2 separate regions of the Ovis aries genome follow, and region 2 is linked to region 1. A link is a contact called in public Hi-C data. All regions are on one chromosome and are shown on one strand. The core of a region is the stretch at or near the end of the contact, and the rest is flanking DNA. Distances in the headings are between cores, read along the strand shown. Region 1 holds the start of MYO1H (myosin IH). Region 2 holds the start of ACACB (acetyl-CoA carboxylase beta).

What was found. Hi-C and Micro-C count contacts between places; a contact is called where the count stands out from the background.
Region 2: a Hi-C map of hypothalamus shows a contact between it and region 1, with 4 times the contacts expected there. The contact joins the promoter of ACACB here to the promoter of MYO1H in region 1. A contact is called at or near these places in 3 of 16 Hi-C or Micro-C datasets (hypothalamus, muscle and tail adipose tissue).

Annotation. Positions count from the first base shown.
Region 1 is chr17:63,915,940-63,919,452 of ARS-UI_Ramb_v3.0, reverse strand. MYO1H (myosin IH) reads left to right here and starts at 1,817. Exons shown (of 30, transcript XM_027980285.3): 1 at 1,817-1,972; 2 at 2,749-2,864. The coding sequence starts at 1,847.
Region 2 is chr17:64,132,045-64,135,557 of ARS-UI_Ramb_v3.0, reverse strand. ACACB (acetyl-CoA carboxylase beta) reads left to right here and starts at 1,872. Exons shown (of 52, transcript XM_060401291.1): 1 at 1,872-1,985.

The sequences.
Region 1 (3,513 bases), core at 568-3,067:
TCTGTATTACCTTTCATCCTTCTGTACTTATCACTATGCCTCGGTTATAAAAAAAATTTTTTTAATGGGAATATTTGTAATCTACTAGAATGTGCGTCTCTTAGCCATGTCTGACTCTCTGTGGCCCCATGGACTGTAGCCCACTGTCCATGGGATTTCCCAGGCAAGAATACTGGAGCAGGTTATCATTTCCTACTCCAGGGGATCCTCCCGAAATTATTTGATCTAAATGCATCATTTTTATCCTTTGATTACTCCTTATTATCAAGATTACTCCTCCTTCCAGCTTCATTTGGCTAGTGTAGGGAGACACCTGGTGGTGATCCAGTTTTTTAAAACGTCTCATTATGGAAAATTTCACACACACACACTGGCATGCTGCAGGCCGTGCAACTGGACAACGACAGAAACAGAACAGATTAATAAATCCCTTCTATACCCATCACCCAGCTTCAACAGTTATGAGCATTCTGCCGTTCTGTTACCATCTTCACCTCCATCCACTGGCGGTCCTCCACTCCCCATCTGATTATTTTCATGGTTCTTTTCAAAACAGAATTTACATGTATCAAAATGCACAACACTGTAGCCATTCATCTTGACAAATAGATACACCCGTGTAACTCATAGCTGCCCCAAGTCAGGGAATGTTTCTATCACTCCAGAAATGTCCTCGGCCAGGCAATCCCCCATAACCAGGCAACAGTTGTGACTTTCACTGTAGATTAGTTTTGCTTGTCCTAGAATGTCATATAAATGGAATCATACAGCATGCAGGCTTTTGTGTCCGAGGTCTTTCGCTCGGCATAATGTCTGTGTCATTGGGCACACCTGTCGTTTCTCTTTCACTGCTTACCCATTCTATTGTATAGATGTTCCACTTCTGTTCTCTGGTTGATAGGAACTTGGATTGTTTCCAGTTTGGGGCCATCATGAATAAACTCGATGTAAACCTTCACGTTCCAGTCTTTTTGTGGACCTATGTCTACATTCCCCTTGTGTAAATACTTCGGAATGGAATTGCTGCATCAAAGGGTAGAGGCTTGGTTAACTTCATTAGAAACTGCCAGACCTTTCCCCAGTGATTCGTCCGATTGATCTTCCTGCCAGCAACGTATGAAAGTTCCATCATTTTACATCCTTGAGAATACTCGATGTTGTCTTTTTCATTTGAACTCTTCTGGTGGCACCTCATTGTGATTCTAAGGGTACATTTCTCTGATGACTAAAGATGTTGAGGACTTTACTATGTGCTTATTGGCCATCTGTCTATCTTCATTTGTGAAGCATCCATTCGAGTCTTTTGCCCAGTTTCTGTTAGGTCTGAGTTTTGTTTTGTTTTGTTTTTGGTTTTCTTTTAACCAAGCTGGGTATTTTATTTTAGATACAAGTTCTTTGCAGGTATATAACTAAACTCATGAACATTTTTTTGCCAGCTTGTGGCTGGCTGATTTATTTCTTAACAGTGTCTTCTGATGAGAAGGTTTATGTTTGATGAAGTCTAATGGGCATGATAATAGCACGTCATAGGGTGGGAATGAGGATCGATAGAGATAATACATGTCAAACGGTTAGTGTCATGCTGAAGCAGTGAATGCTGAGTCCCTGGCAGCAGCTGCTGGTGCTAGTTACTGCTTTTACTATCATTACTTGTATCCCTAACCAGATCGTAAATGCTTAATGAAGAAAGCATAATGTAATCTCTGCTCTCAGCTATCCCCAGGGTCTGGGATCTTGCTATTTCCATACTAGACATACGATAAAAATGACATGATAAGTGAGTTGCTGAGGAAGGTTGTGTTTTCCGTAGAAAGAAGAAGTGAGACGCAAGCGCATCCGTCTGCACATGGAAGGCGCGCTGACCGCCCGGGACAAGGTTGGGGTGCAGGATTTTGTGCTGCTGGACGCATACACCAGTGAATCTGCTTTTCTGGACAACCTCCGCAAGCGTTTCAGCGAGAACCTCATCTATGTAGCGTAACTCATTTCTCAGCTGTTTTTCCTAGAGTGGTGGTTCCCTTCTGGTCCTTGGCCTTTAAAAAAAATTTTTTTAATGTATTTAATTTGTTTAGCTGCACTGGATATTAGTTACGGCCTGTAGGATCTAGTTCCCTGACCAGGGATAAAACCCGGGCCCCCTGCATGGGGAGGGCGGAGTTGTAGCCGCCGGACCACCAGAGAAGTCCCCCGGTCTCTAGTCTTGAGGGCTGTGAACAGTATCACTCTGGGCTGACCATCAGAGGGGGCATGCCCAGGAACCACTGGCAGGCGCACTGTGATCCTCTGTATTAAGACCTTTGCGGCTGCCAGTGCTGGAGACCCAGCTGAAATCAGCCTAAGCCCCGAGAGAGAATCTGTCGACCTATGTAACTTCAGGGTCCAGAGCAGATCTCTAGGGTCTAGGATGATGTCTTGAGGACTCTTTCCCATACCTCTGCTTTCTTTTGCATCGGTTTCCTTCGGCAGCAGCCTCTCTGCATGGTGGCAAGGCGGCTGCCAGCAGAACCAGGCCTTTCTTAACACACTAAGCGGGGCAGTCTTGATCACTCGGTTGTTTGTCTGCCCGTGCCAGCTAGGTTCCATGACAGTGGAGACATCCCCCCCACACACACACACACAACCTGACCTATTTATTGTGTTGTATCCCAGTACTGAAGGGGCACATGGGGATCATAGCACATGCTGGTCTTTTGCCAGAGCCATTTGCACCCTGGAATGCCTCACTAGTGCTTTGGTCTGTTCCTCTAGACATATATTGGGACCCTCCTTGTGTCTGTGAACCCATACCAAGAGCTGGGAATCTATACTCTGAGCCAGATGGAACTTTATCAAGGGGTCAACTTCTTTGAACTGCCACCACATGTGTAAGTAGCCATGGAATCAGAAATAGAAGTATTTTTCCCTTTCTGCCTCTCTTCCCCCCCGCCCTTCATCACCTATGTTCATCATATTACCCACCCACCTACCCATCCATCCACCCATCCATCATCCACCTCATTCATCCATCCATCCATCCATCCACGATCCACCCATCCACTTGTCTACTCATCCATCCATCCACCCACACACTCACCCACATACCCACCCACGTATCCATCATCCATCCACTAATCTATGCATCCAGCCATCTACCCATCCATCCATCATCCACCCCATTCATCCATCCATCTACCAATCCTATTCATCCGCTTGTCTACTCATCCATCCATTCACCCACACACCCATCTGTCATCCACTCCATTCATCCATCTAGCTACGTATCTACCCACCCACCCACCTACCCATCCATCCATCCACCCATCCATCCAACCATTCATATACCCAGCCATCTACATTCTTGATGCATGCTCATTAGGTTCTGTACCTCACTTAAATTACTCCCTTATTCTGAAATAAATTCAACACAATAGAAAACATCCGCAGATCATTATCAAATCTCATTTTAACTGTGATGAAAAGTAGAATCTTTGTATCACAGCTGTAGCTAGTTACCTTCTCTGGGAAGTGGACTGC
Region 2 (3,513 bases), core at 623-3,122, 220 kb before region 1:
TGTCAGGGTGGCTGGCTGGGAGATAGGAAGAATTCAGGGTAGAGGAGCCAGAGTCTTCAGGGCAAATCCCTGTGCAAGGCAACTCGCTGTACCTATAGGAACTCTGTGCTTTGGCTCCATCTCCTCCACCTTGGGCAGCTGGAGTTCAGAGCTGCGTTGGTGTCACCTGGGACCCCCAGAGCAGGGGTTACACCACACAGGGTCGGGGGCCGGACATGGCAGGTCTTGGCCACTTGAGGATTTCTGTTACTCCTCCTCTGCTTACAGATCATGTGACCCACCAACCCCGGTTCAAGCCACAGTTTCCCCATCTGTACGATAAAGGGGTAGGCTGGAGGATCCTTCAGGTCTTAGTTGCACCACACGGGATCTCTGTTGCACCGTGAGGAATCTTGCTTTGCAGCGCATGGAATTCTCTGGTTGTGTCTCTTCAGCTCCAGAATGCGAGGGCTCAGTTGCTCCACGGTATGTGGGATCTCGGTTCCCTGACCAGGGATCGAACCCTCTTCCCCTGCGTTGCAAGGTGGATTCACAAGCATTGGACTACCAGGGAAGTTTGTAGCGTTTTATTTCTTCTTCTCAACCATGTGGTGACGTCATGAGATGAAAAAACAGGCTTGGCCGTTTGCCCAAAGCCACAGGTGACAGAGCAAGGATTCAGAGTCAGATCGATCTGATGTCAAAGCCCAGTGGTCCCGCTACTTACTGACCCTCTGCCCAGATCATAATTTTTTGGAGTCATTAGGGACAGTGTTTTCAATGGAGTGTTAAAAAAATTTCCCTGAGTTATGAATGGCTCCCCCCAGAGACATTGGAGGACATGTCTGTGTTTAGAGAGATGGCTCTTCCAAAGGCTTGTGTGAGCTCCGCTGGAGTGAAGCAGTCTCGGTAAACAACCTAAGCCCCGCCATTGACTGAGTCCCTGACCTGCATGTTTTTCATCCCCAACTCCAGGCTCCCTCTGATGATACCCAGGCCTCAGGAGAACCCGGGCAGCAGGTAAGAAATACGCTTCCTCCTTGTAAGTCCACTGGAGAAAATCCCATGAGACTCATTATTTGCTAACTCTTCCTTCTTGAAAAATGTGCCCAGAAATGAAGTCACTCTGGCAGGGTGAAGCTGTACCTGGCATACCCACCGCTGAAATCGTGTGTATCAGTTCAGCGCCCTTCGGGTTTTTCCACTTGCCAGGCCACTGAATTGCGGTCCCCTTATCTTTTCTCGGAGCACAGTGGAATGCCCTTTTGTGCGGCCTTGGCTCCCCTCCCTGCCCAGCTCTGGCTCGGATCTGGACGTGACCTTTGTCCTACAAGCCCCGCTCCCTCCACACACACACCCCAGCTGCAGAACACTCTGTAACTGTGGCACAGAGCCGATTTATGTCCTCCGCCAGTCCCCGAGACAGCCATCTGACCCTGCATGGGAACCGAGCTGTTTGGTTCTGTTTTTTTTTCCCCTGGGTCCTGAAAAATAGGAGACATTTCATCAGGTGGCATCTTCCTTTAGAGGGATTTTACAAAATCTCTTGCAGAGAGAGAAGCCAGGAGATCTTTTGAAAGTGATCGTCTTGGGCCTTCGCTGTGGGCTTGTTCCAGAAAACATTTCATAAACACCCCACCTGCTCGGGGTTAATTTTCTGCATGTGTCAGGAGGGCCAAAATGACTTTGTATTGCTGACGGCAGCTTGGGCTTTAAATGGCATCTAGGGATTTTGAAATAAAGCGAGGAATGGGATTAAAAGGAGGGGACAGAACTTTTCCCACTTTGCCTGGCTTATGCTTGCTCTTCAGAGCCTTGGAAGTGGAGTGCCCCGGGGATATTTTTAAACAGCAGGAGCTAGTTCATCTGAAAGTGACATTTATAGTCCCCACAGTGAGCAGCTGGCTAGCTGACATTCAGGTCCACAGCAAAAAGGGAACCTGGAAAATTCAGCCTGGATGCCCAGTTGAAAGGACTTGGGGAAAGGAAAGAGGCAGAGATAAGTGGTAAGTGAGCTCTCCTCTCCCTGGGGTCATTGACCACACAGCCAGTGTCCAGGTGAACAGGAATTTAACACGTAGTGAGGGCAGCCTCTGGACAGAAGCATGGCTGGTTGTGAGAAGCTGATGTAAAGGGCTGGAAATGTGGCGTAGATGAAGGACCTTTCTTTGCTTCTATAAATGGTTATGTTGCTGGGGATCCCTGTGCAAACTTTCATCAGTTCCCCAAACCAAGAGTTTAGGCTTAACTAAAAGGCAAGGGGGGAGATTTTTGACTCCCAAAGCTTCTGTCTTCAGGACGAGAATTCTGTTTCGTATAGATGTCTGATTTCTCAAGCTTGCTCATTTTTTTTTTTTTAATGCAGATTCTTAAGAGTCAAGCATTTCTGGTGTCCTCTGTGGCTAGAAAGACATGATTTTGTTTCATTTTTAAAAAGCGTAGTACCAAGGAAGTCTTGAATCAAGCACGCAGTAAAATAGGGCTCCTCCTTGAACCATCCTTCGGTCTGTCTCTCCTCCTTCCAGGGAGCCTTACCTTTAACAGTGCACATGTGTGCGTGCTCAGTTGCTTCAGTGTCTGGCTCTTTGTGACCCTGTGGACCATACACCGCCAGGCTCCTCTGGCCTTGGGATTCTCCAGGCAAGAACACTGGAGTGGGTCGCCATGCCCACTTCCAGGGGATCTTCCCAACCCAGGGATCGAACTTGAGTCTCTTACATCTCCTGCACAGGCAGGTGGGTTCTTTACCACTAGCGCCACCTGGGAAGCCCCTTTACAATGCACAGACCTTATGTCCTTCAGACTTTTTGTTCTGAAAATGCACTGTGTTCTCGATCCTGTCTCTCACGTCAGTCATTACTGTTATTTTGACACACACAGGCACGACTGAGGGGGAGTTCCCAGGAAGCAGGTCTTTTTCAGTTTAAAAACTGGAAGGTATAGACATTGTTTTCTAAATAATTTTTGCTTCTAACAGTGTCTTGGGGCATCTTTTCCAAGATGCGATTTCTTTACTGACTGACCTCTCCAGGTTTTAAATGGAAAGACCCAGCCCATCCTAAGTGATCAGAGTTGCAAGCATCCCCAGATCGTGACTTTATTTGAAGAGCTCTGGGAAGACGTTTTGTATTCATGCAAGAGAGTTTTATGTGCCCTTGCTTGGGTGTTGCGTGAACTCCCTCAGCCTCTTGTTACCTTCAGATCTGAGATAGAAATTAGAGTATGACTTTATACCAGATACTTGATCTTTATGGGGAAATAAACACTATAATTTCCCAGGTAGCTCAGTGGTAAAGAATCCATCAGCCAATGCAGGAGACCCAGGTTTGATCCCTGGGAGTGGGTCGGGAAGATCCCCTGGAGAAGGAAATGGCAATTCACTCCAGTATTCTTTTTTTTTTTTAATTATACTTGTTTATTTTTAGTTGACTGATGATCACGTCACAATATTGGTTTGATTTCTGCCATACATCAGCATGAGTTAGCCATAGGTGTACATGTGTCTCCTCCCTCAAACCTTCCTCCTGCCTCCCC